3 separate regions of the Rattus norvegicus genome follow, and all the other regions are linked to region 1. A link is a contact called in public Hi-C data. All regions are on one chromosome and are shown on one strand. Each heading gives the region's core, a stretch centred on a gene start, on an enhancer-like site or on the middle of the called end of the contact. The rest is flanking DNA. Distances are from core to core; before and after follow the strand shown.

What was found. Hi-C and Micro-C count contacts between places; a contact is called where the count stands out from the background.
Region 2: a Hi-C map of the A7r5 cell line shows a contact between it and region 1, with 6 times the contacts expected there. The contact joins two enhancer-like sites. A contact is called at or near these places in 5 of 12 Hi-C or Micro-C datasets (the A7r5 cell line, the Rat2 cell line, frontal cortex and 2 more).
Region 3: a contact with region 1 is called in a Hi-C map of frontal cortex, with 2.5 times the contacts expected there. The contact joins two enhancer-like sites. A contact is called at or near these places in 2 of 12 Hi-C or Micro-C datasets (frontal cortex and prefrontal cortex).

The regions. Positions count from the first base shown.
Region 1 is chr6:74,345,925-74,349,507 of GRCr8, reverse strand. No RefSeq gene overlaps it. Among named protein-coding and RNA genes, the nearest start is that of G2e3, 150 kb to the left of the region's middle. Within about 2 kb of position 1,792, at least 10 of the 93 cell types and tissues checked have an H3K27ac peak or open chromatin away from gene starts, as enhancers often do.
Region 2 is chr6:74,120,020-74,123,602 of GRCr8, reverse strand. No RefSeq gene overlaps it. Among named protein-coding and RNA genes, the nearest start is that of Prkd1, 350 kb to the right of the region's middle. Within about 2 kb of position 1,707, at least 12 of the 93 cell types and tissues checked have an H3K27ac peak or open chromatin away from gene starts, as enhancers often do.
Region 3 is chr6:74,175,723-74,179,305 of GRCr8, reverse strand. No RefSeq gene overlaps it. Among named protein-coding and RNA genes, the nearest start is that of G2e3, 320 kb to the left of the region's middle. Within about 2 kb of position 1,640, at least 25 of the 93 cell types and tissues checked have an H3K27ac peak or open chromatin away from gene starts, as enhancers often do.

The DNA of each region.
Region 1 (3,583 bases), core at 543-3,042:
CAGCCCACTAGCTGGTCTCTGCTACTCATGTGCTATTCTCCCTCAGCACGATTTTATAGGATGCTAACGTAATCCTGTGGCTGTCCTTAAAAAAAGAACTTTCAGTGCATTTTCTAACCTTGCTGGTAAACCTCCGCCATCTGCTTCTGTTTCCCTTCCAGTCACATGGGTCATTGCTGTGGCTTTCCCTGGGGGATACCAGCCTGTATCATGCCAGTCCAGTCTCGATTTTGCTGGGGCTTGCTTCTAGTAAAGCACCTTTGATTTTTCAAGTCCTGCCCAGCCGTTATCTCTCATTTAAGGATTGACTCTTCTTTTTTTCTAGAAATTCCGACTACACCCAGTGTAAGATTCTCCACACTGCTCATAGTTCTGTGATTTAAAATACACGTCCTTCTTTCTTATTAGAATGCTTGAGGCTATGGTAAGGCCTGGGCACATTATTTCTAATGTCTTCAGGCTCCAGTAACACAGCCAGTACCTGATCAATGCAGAGCGCACATTGATCTTGTCTCTGAACAATGCGGTACCTTAAACACTGCTGCAGTGTAAGACCCTCTCTGCGACGGTGCTCTTGCTCAGTCCTGCACTGTCATGTGGAAGCCATAGGTGTGTGGACGTATGGCATGCAGCTGTGAAGTGGCAGTCCTCTTCTAGCTCTCTGCTCCTCAGAATCATTGTTATACCGAGCAGCATGCAAAGATGGCTGTGTAGTTACAGTTCAGGCTATAAAGTTACACACCTGGACCATCTAATCTTAGTGGGAAAGACCATCAAAATCGACGACGCCAGGAAGAGAACGTGGTTTATATGAATGATTGTTTCTTGTAGGCGGACGTGTTACAGTATTCTAGTGTGTGTGTGGTGTGCGTGTTTTCATTCCAAACACTTTTCAAAGATTCTGCATTATATAGTCAACATTTTTGTAGTAACCATCATGGATGTGAAGTAGTTTTCCCTCCGAAGGACTACTCAGTCTCTTTCATTTTCTTAGGAAAGAAGGCAAGAAATCTCTTCTTTGCCTACACGTATTTTCATGGTTCCAGCAGCTACCTTTGCTGTGGCATCTGAATATCTCCGGCTGCTAGTCACTCTTTCCACTAGATGTCACCAAACTACTTGCAATATTAGTGTAGAGGCTCTGTGCATATTCAAACGGTTAAAAATATTTAAACACCATTATTCAGTGTTCTTCGGTGTCACACAAAGCATTCAGAATTTGAAGAATTAGTAAGAAAAGGCATATTACATAATGTTCTGCTTCTTATGTAACAGGTGAGGGCTTACATGAATCCTTTGGTTTTATGTAATTCATATTTTACTGGCTTCTTAATACGATTGTGAGGGGAAAATTGACATGAGAGCCTTGTTTAAATGTAGGATTATTTCCAGTTGATTCCGAGCTCTCTTTTTATATAATATATAGAAAAGCAGAGGCCAGAATCCCAAAACTCCTGTCAGAAACGTTTTCCTTGAGATGAATGCAGCTTCCAGCACGGAATCTGTAGCTCTTGGGATAATGAATAAAAACATCACATTGGGATTCTTTTTGGAACATGTTAATTATTATAAAGCAGTTTAAAATTCATTTGATGCTTCAGGAAGTAAAACCAGAAACCTTTTCTTGAGGAACTGAAGAAGGTGTCTCTTTAACATAGGGCAACGGAGAGCCCTGTTTCTTTAAACATATGAACCTATTTCCTGTGTAGGTTCAAAACCCGTCTTTTTTCTGATTGGCTCTGTTAACAGCTAAAGTGAGGGGTTTAAGGAAGCTTGTTTCCAATCATTTTTGTTGAGAATGAAAATGATTAGCCAATCAAAAGGCATTTAAATTAGGCAGTGGGGTTTGGGGAAGAAGTCTGTGTGTTCTCTCCTGCTTCGTCTCCTGGACTGTGGAGTTCATGTTATCAACCATTAGCTTCACCATGGGAAAAGAGGCCACAACACAATAGCCTTAAAGCAAAAATATGTCTAAATTGCCCTGGTTGTTTTCTAGAGTTTTTCCAGTTGTTACCCATTATCAACAGCACATAGTATTATCCACAGTATTAAGGATTTTTGACTATTGTCCAATTTTAAATGTTCCATATCACTTTTTATTGTTTATTATAGCATATTCTCTGCACAAAATTAAAAGGCAATAAAGATCATTAATGCTAACTAAGTTTAATTACAGGAAAAAAAGCTATCCCTAACAATAAGGAGGAAACTAAACCAACCCAGCAGCTCCATCAGGTCACCCACACATCTCCGTGTACGGTACAGTTTTAAAGAAATCGTGGTATTGATCATTATATCCCAGATGCTATCAATTCAAAAGCAAATGAGTCTACACTCCGGGGATTTTAACTCCCACTAATCTGACTCTACTGAGGTTCGTATAACAAATGCCATCTTACTTTATTTTGTGCAGAAACTATGAATTTTAAGCACATGAAGATAAATCCCATGGAAAACAGAATAGCTTCAGCACTATGGGGCTCCAGCTTCTGTATGCGTTTATCAGGTACAACTTGACACATCTGTGGACTGTGCTCTGAGCCCCGTTTCATTTGCTACTCATGTACCATTTTACCACAGAGAGAGGTCAGATCTCCTTGCAATATCGTAATACATAATTGCAATTTGGTTCTTCTGTCCTAGGCATCTCCTGAAAAATTTCTTTACTTTAACCTTTTGTATGAAATATTCATCTGAGCTGCTCTGATCTGGTGACAACCCTCAACTGTAAAGTGGAAAAGCCATTTTGGGACGTCTCTCTTCAGATGCCCAGGTTTGCTTCTCTCTAGTACTTAAGGAATGAATAGGCTTCCATCAGCAACATGTAAGGCCTGATAAGCTCGCCCTGAGACACACTTTGCACTGTTATTGTTCAGTGCCTTCCTTTCATGTGTCCACCAAGCACCTCTAGTTTAGCTCCAAAGCATAGTGCATTTCCTCTGTTATTTTCATATTCACCATCTCACCGATTGCTGCCACTGAAGTAGCAAGAGTTTTACTGGTAGGCTCTCACCCACGGAACTGCAGAGTCTAAGACTAACTTCACATATTTTGAAATTAAAGTGTGTGTGTGTGTGTGTGTGTGTGTGTGTGTGTATGAGAGAATGTGTTGTGTGAGAGTATGAGAGAGTGTGTATGTGTGTATATGGGTGAGAGAGAGTGTGTGTAAGTGTATGTGTGTGTGAGAGTGTGTGTGTGTGTGTGTGTATGTGAGTTTGTGTGAGAGAGTGTGTGTGTTTCAATTACTTTAAAGACATTTTGCTAATTTGCTGCAATCTTTTAACATCCTGTGTTTTAATGAATGTTCCAGGGAAGATTTGTAGTGAGAGGTTGGTTTCTCGAAATGAAAGGCATCGGCATTCACAGAATTTGGTCAAAAAAGAAGTCCAGCACTAAATTGTATGTTGCTTTGGGTGTCAGCCATGAAGATTTGCTCAGCTCATTGCTGAAGGATATTGAAACACATTTCTCGCCGACATGGCGTCATCTGTGGTGTGGATGGAGCCTTCATGCTGACAAACACTGCGTGAGTGGCTGCTGGAGCCAGTAGGCACTCCTGATGATTAACTACAAAAATGCTTTT
Region 2 (3,583 bases), core at 458-2,957, 230 kb after region 1:
ATTCAGAGAACAAGTAGAAGAGATCAGATGGAGTTAGAGTAGGGTCTATCATAGAAGCTATATGCACACCCACGTAGAAATGATATAAACAAGATAGGGAGAACCAATAGATGTGCTTGTGGGTTTGTACAGGTGAGTTGCATGAGAGCATAATGGCTGAAAGACTAACCACGATTCCTTTTTGATATGACTGGGCATAAGAGTTGAGTTAGAAGCCAAAGGAAGTTTGCAATCCTGGGGTAAAGCAATAAGGCCTTAAACATATTTTTCACTGGCAGAATATATAGATAAAGATGGGGGTCATATAAGTATAAACCCAATGTGTCCAAGTGGCTCAGCATCACTGAAATTTCAGGCTCCTGGTGCTTCAGACACGTTTGGCAAGGGTGAGAACCATGAATACGGGGATTACTAACTCAATGTAGATGGTTACAATCAACAGCCATTTTGCTGATAAAATGAGTGTAGTACGGACCTGGAAAGTGGTTAGAAAAACACAGTAGAAATGGATGATTTGGCTTCGTTTTTGAAGAAGGGGTATCAAGTGAACCACTCACGCCATTGTTGTCAAAATCATCACCATCACGAAGCCTGGACAGTTCCAAGGAGGGGTGGGTGAAAGTATTTATAAAGGTAAGCATATAAAATTCAAATTCAGATGAAGTTCATATTAAAAAAATAAAACATGAAGGGTGGAAGACAATGGGGGCATTTGACAAATACAAATAAACAAGTAGAAAGAAATTCAGTCGGGAGCTATGGCAAAGCAATGGATTCCAGAAGGGTAAAGGGAATTCACCAGAGTGAAGTTCCTTACAGGCTAAGTGGTGACTGACTGGAGACATGGATTGCCAAAACGCTGTTTAGAGAAAGACACAGCCAGTGTCAGAGTCTTCAGAAGTCAGGCTCAGAAGCATGACCCAGCCCTGGCACCCAGTTCCTGGGCTCTACAAAAAGGGCTGGCTCTAATTTGCACATTTAGACAATAACGCAAGGGCTTGGTGAATTCATTGCACTGGGGTAAAACATGGATAAAGAAATTTAGTGGTAGGAGGAATGTTGAAAGGATTGTGCAAAGTACTAATATTCTTACAGGAGGAGACAGGCATAGGTAGAGAAAGAGAAGCAATACAAGGAAAGGGTTAGTGGGTCCAAGGTTCTAGAAGGTCTGAAAAGAAAAGAGACTGTGTGGGCTAAGAGGCAGGAGGTGGTATCCACAGACACACTGAAAGGCTATTTTCTTTTTCTTTATCCACCCACTAACCAGTGCCTAATATAGTACTTTTAAGAATACTGTTTGTGTAACTGCAACATGCTAATTTATTAATTGAGGAGAAGAATGGTGTTTTGGAGACTCGGGCAGCGAAAAGGGGAGGAACTCAGAGGCAGACCTAAGGTCTAACTCGTGATACAAACCCTGTGTGCTGAGGAGGAAGAAAATTCAGAAGCTTCACTTTTGGATGCTGCAAAGAAAATGGCTGCTGCTTTAGTCAATTTTAAAGATAATGATTTTTTTAAAGCTGTCTGACTCATTTATACCTTCTACCCAAATTGAAGTAATAGGCCAGACATTCAGATTAAACTGTCCCTCCAGGAGGAAGAGACTTGCCAAGGAAACCTTGGCCAGATGGGAGCTGTAGAAAGAGGCTCAGAACTGAGAGCATTTTGCTTGCCCAGTCAGTTTGGATTTAAACCAGATGCCCCTAGGCTAGGAGGCCAGAGTTTTGTCAGTGAAGAGCAGGGATGTAAGCTGCTATTGTGTGAAAACAAGCTAGGTTGTGAGGTTGCGGGGAATATGGTCCAAGTATCATAAATGCATCTGTTTGATAATGCTCTAGAGAAGCTATTCCATAATACGTGCGCCTCGAGTTGCCTTTGTTTCCTGGTGAAGACACGGCCATGTCTTCACAAAAGCACTAGGTGGCAGCACAGGACATCTATTCAACTGTCTCTCACCGCAGGCTGCTGGAATTTTGACAGATACAAAACGGTACCTGTGGTTTTGTGTATAAAACTGGTATAACTGTTTGTACATTTAAAAACTGTAACAATAAATTAAACATAAGGGAAAGGGTTTGCTAATAAATACAGTGTTAGACTGCGTTTTTGTATACCAGGTGACGAGCTTGGGCATTCAAACCTGATTTGCGTAGGGGATGGGCAGGATGGGAAACTGGTTGAAGGATCTGCAAAATGTACATGCTGGGTGGTTGCAGCTCCCTTCAGGATTGTTGTTGGTCTGTCCATATGTCTGTATGCATTACACAGAGGTGAAAACTTAGGGAAGTGAGGGGTATGGTATGTCTGAACGTCTGGATGCAGTGATTCTAGGAAGAACGCATTCTGTGACGCCCAGCTCGTTTTGCAGAAGGTGAAAGTGTGAGCACATAACGTTTGTTTTACTTAAAGAGACACACATCTTACTCTTCACATTCTCACCTACTATTTAGAATATTTACAAAGTGGGCTCCTTAAACTCATGTACATCCTAGTCTATAGGGCTGGGCTCATTGTATGCCACCATATTTGTTTGTAGACTGGCACTACATTTTCTTGATCAAAACAAGTTGCTACCTGAGACACCAAGCCTGACCCAGCAAGGGCAGGCCATTTGACATGCTACCAAGACAGACACCCCAAACGTTTCAAAAATCCATGAATGGTTGAACCTACTTACCCTCGGAAACTCTTCTTCATGATCCCTAACTGAGCAATTCAAAGTCAAAGTTCTATTTTAATAGTAATGGCCAAAGCAAAATCTTCTTATTCATTTTCCTACTCAATAAATGTCTGTCTTTTCTTATTTGGCAGTCACATAATACTGAAAAATGAAAAAAGATAAAAATCGGAAACAAAATGAGTACTCAAATACCACATAACATCTCCTCTACTACAAAGACAATAATGACAGTCCAAGCTGTCAGTCTGGTATTAAACAGTCCACAGACACTTTCACTATTTAGTTCTCATGATAAGCCTATGTTCTGGATCGTTTTCTATAGGCTGAAGTTGACAAATAATTAGTAATGTGCTTATGGTTATTATCAGCATCCAAATGAGGTATGAACTAGCCATTGACTGGATGTTTTAAACTCTTTCCATGTTGTGCAACTATAAATTATTGAACAAGGGGGATGATGCTGGGTGTAATTGTGCTTGCTGTCAAGCCTGGTGACAGGAGTTCAATCCCTGGGACTCATGTGGTCAAAGACCTACCTCTGTCTTCTGCTTCCCACACATGTATGGTGGTACAGACCCCCCTCCATATAAAAACAAATGCCATAAAAATGCCATACATTGTAGTTGTTCTTGGCTTGTATCTGACAACATCTAAGTCTCAAAAATCTGGGTTAAAAGCGTATAAATTCAAGCACTGTGTGGTTATTTAGTGAGTAAGGTTTGGAAATCTAGCACTCTACTAACTCTGGAATAAGAAAGTGCTAAGAAAGGAAAAAAAAAACTTCCTTGGTTTGTTTTTGCTTAATTGCTTGTTTACAAATAAGACAACTGGTCTCTTTTTAACAGCATTCTTTTTCTCTAAATGTGGATTAGATTATTTTTTTCTGGTGAAGGAAAGTATCTA
Region 3 (3,583 bases), core at 391-2,890, 170 kb after region 1:
CAGAATAAGTGTCTGTAATTCATTTCTCCTTGTTAACTAGTGTGCCTTTGTGTGCAGGATGATTGGCAGCAAACTCGGCTGAGTCCCAACGGATGAGCTTGTTAGCAAAACCCTAGCATCCCATCTCTAATAAAGCTTATCAGCGGTACATTTTGTCCTATCTATTAGCCTCTCTGTTTCTTTTTTTGTGAAAAGCTGAGTGTCCCTTTGAAGCAATGACAAATAAGCCCCTGAACTGAAGTGCTAGGCTGCCTTACGGACAGCTGGATAGTAAATGTCACACCGTGGAGAGAATGCCTATTATCAGAGTGAGCCATTTGTTCCCAGCCTTTCAGTATCTTAATGTAATACAAAATTGCTAAATCAAGCCCCATGTCTGTGACAGAACATAATTAATGAGAAAGCAGGAGCCAATTCAACACTCTTTATTGGGACCTAATTGGCTCAGGCAACAGAGTTGTCACTCAACAAGAGACTTCCTTTAAAGCAATTTTGTTCTTGGTTGTATTACAGAGCCTATTAAATTGTCCCCTCCTTGATCACACAAAGAAGTATCTGCATGCAATAATTAGCTTTTCCAGGGGGAATTTTTTTTAACTCATGCAATACCAGATCATTTTTAAACTGTCTGCAAAAGCCCTGCAGCCAGGGGATGCGCTGCCACGCTGAGCAGCACTGCAGGCTGCTTTCCATTCTGCATAGCACCAGGGATCTGTGCTGCAGAAAGCTGAAAGGCAGCCCAAGCAAGAGAAAAACGTGCTCAGCGGTGGGGGATGGGAGCGTGAGGAGCCGGTGGGCCCAGGAAATCACTTTGATGGGTAATCGTAGCTCACTTCACAATCTACTCTTATAAGGGACAAAGTGGAATGCTTATTTGTATATATTTAAATTTGGGTTTTTTTTCCCCTAGAGCCAATTCACTCTGTAATCAGAATTAGCCGAGGGATGGCAGGAGGTGGAGGTTCAGGACACAGGGAAGTCTGAAGGGTCTCTGATATATTAATGCACTCGGCTGCATCTTGGAGATTCTTCGGGGCATACTGTTTAAAAGTCAGCACAAACACTGAATGCTGTGTGGTTATTTACTGCAATCTAAAAATGTACTCTGGAGATTTACGGGCTCCCCTCCCCCTCATTTAATAAATCTCAAGAAAAATGTATTCTGGGGGGTATGCACACCATTGTTTTAAAACTGTTTTCTTGCTGTCACAACAGACTTCAACTAAATCTGCGCCTTGTCTTGGTGGGCTTTGGGCAGTATGACCTGCAGTGAATGATGGCCACAGAGAACAGTACTTAGGGTTTACACAGACATTTGCTGAGATCTGGGCAAAAAGGACCCAAATCAGAGGTAAAGCAGATGGAAAGTTGTAGGAAACACACATTAAAACATACAAATTAGGCAATCGCAAGTATGAATTTGGGGGAAAAAACCCTGCAACAGTTGATATTAGAAATGATTAAAGGCTGGTTTAAGTGACGACACTGTGAGCAGTCTGAATCAAAGGCATATATATGAAATGGCTGTCAGGTTCTCCCTTCTGTGCCTTCAGAAACTGCAAAGACTACAGTGTGCAAGGCAGCAGCTTTTGGCTGGATTTAGAGAGCTGTTACTTGTCCCAGTGAGGAGATGCCAGCTATTAGGACAGGGAGAAGGCAAACCTCTCAAACGGGAGGAGAGAGAGGCTTCCACAGAGCTGCAGGGTGCAGGGAAATCTCGGGATCTGCCCCAATCCCTGCTGCGGCAGACTGGCCTGGTGCGGTCCTCCTCGGACTTGCTGCTGTTTGCAGGCATCTTCGCTGTCGCAGTTGCCATAATTGACTTCAGTCACACAGAAAAAACTTTCTTAGCTTTCCAGCCTCTCTCCAACCCACCCTTACAGTCGGAGCAAAAGCAGACTCATGTATGCACGGTGTTTGAAAAAATATCCGTTATTATTCCATACTGCAAGAGAAAAATAAAACTAACAGCACAATATATTACTCAATAATGTCCTTTCCCAGGTGACTCCTGAGTCTCAGGGAAGCACATTCTCAACGAAGATTTATTAGTCTGGTCGGGAATGCACCATGATAACAAGAGCTGCCAGAATCTAATTTGCTTTAATTAATCATTTGCTTCATAACACGGCGATTCTTCCCCCTCCCCCTCCTTCCTTTTAACTGTCTAGATTATTTTAAAACATTAGATATTGCTCTGTGGATGGCTGATGAAACTGAAATTGAATGCTGTAAAAGTTAGATTAAAAATTCATTTAACAGTATAAACATTTCAGAGTGCAGGATGTTGCCGATTAGGTCAAGTGCGTATGGAGCAATAAAACAGTCGTCGAGCTGAGGGAAAATACATTGTCAGAGGGCACTCAAACAGCTGAATTTAGTCTAATTTAAATGTTATAGGAGACTTAAAAAAACCCGCTAGCTAGGAATCCCGTTATAATTACTCTGTATTTGAGTAACACCGACGGCTAGGAAGTCGGAACCATAATCAGTCACATTTATTAGTGTCATGGTACAAACAAGCAGTAGTTTGGATTGGAATGAGTCATGGCCTTGGTGGAGAATAGAGGCTGAGTTAAAGGCCATAGTGCCTACCCCTCTTAGGAGAATGGAGTGTCTCGGATTTCCAGGAGAGCCAAGACATGAGATATTTATCACGCTCTTCTGGGCAGTACCGGACAGGAGTGTTTTCTCTTCCACCCTCAGGGCTGGCCTGGGCAGATGCCAGCGACACTGGGTGGGAGAGAGCGCTGCAGTTAGTGGAGGCGCTGGCCTTCTCGCCACAAGGAGGCGCTCGCGGACATCTCGCTGGCTGAGCCACTCAGGCTGAAAGCTGGATGGAGGAACTAGGAAAGCTTTTCCAAGGACCTGAAGGGGAACACTGTAGTAGCTTGTTGCTGAAGTCGGCCGATGGAACGCTTTTGTGCGCTTAGCTCTTGGGAGCTGGGATGGGAAAAACATTTGTCTGATTTAGGAACCAAACAAAACGTGTGTGCTTAGAGACCTTGGAGTTTATTTCATAATACTATAAGGGAAATGCCCTGACTTACAGTGGTATGAGCCTAGAGCACAGAGGGACTATGTGTTTGCCATTATAATTAAGCACCCTGTGCTATGCTGTCCGTACATATGGTACCCCATCTCTGGTATCAATTCCGGTAGGACATGGAGTGTCCACGTGCTTTTCTCCCTACTGTAGTGACATTGGTTACCACTCTCAGCCTCAGAAGGCTTGGCTATCCTATAAAATACGTGTGAGATTGATGCCTCAGATGATCTAGTAGGGCTATTTGTTGCAAAATATTTTGCAGTTTGGTTACTGGCCAACTTTTAATAAGCATATACGAAATTAAATAAGTATTTTACAAAGAAGCAGACATGTGTGTGGGTGCTGAACATTTTTTTTCTTAAGTGGGTTTTCTGTCTGCTTTAAGAATCAGTTGTAGAACCGCACAAGAAAATTATCGTTATAGTATACAGTCTCAAGTCTCCCCATCTCCACCCCCACTTTTTTTGTCAGGTCAAATATAAATAACCTTCTCTGGGATAGTGAATTCGATACCCAATTCATTACAATTTCATG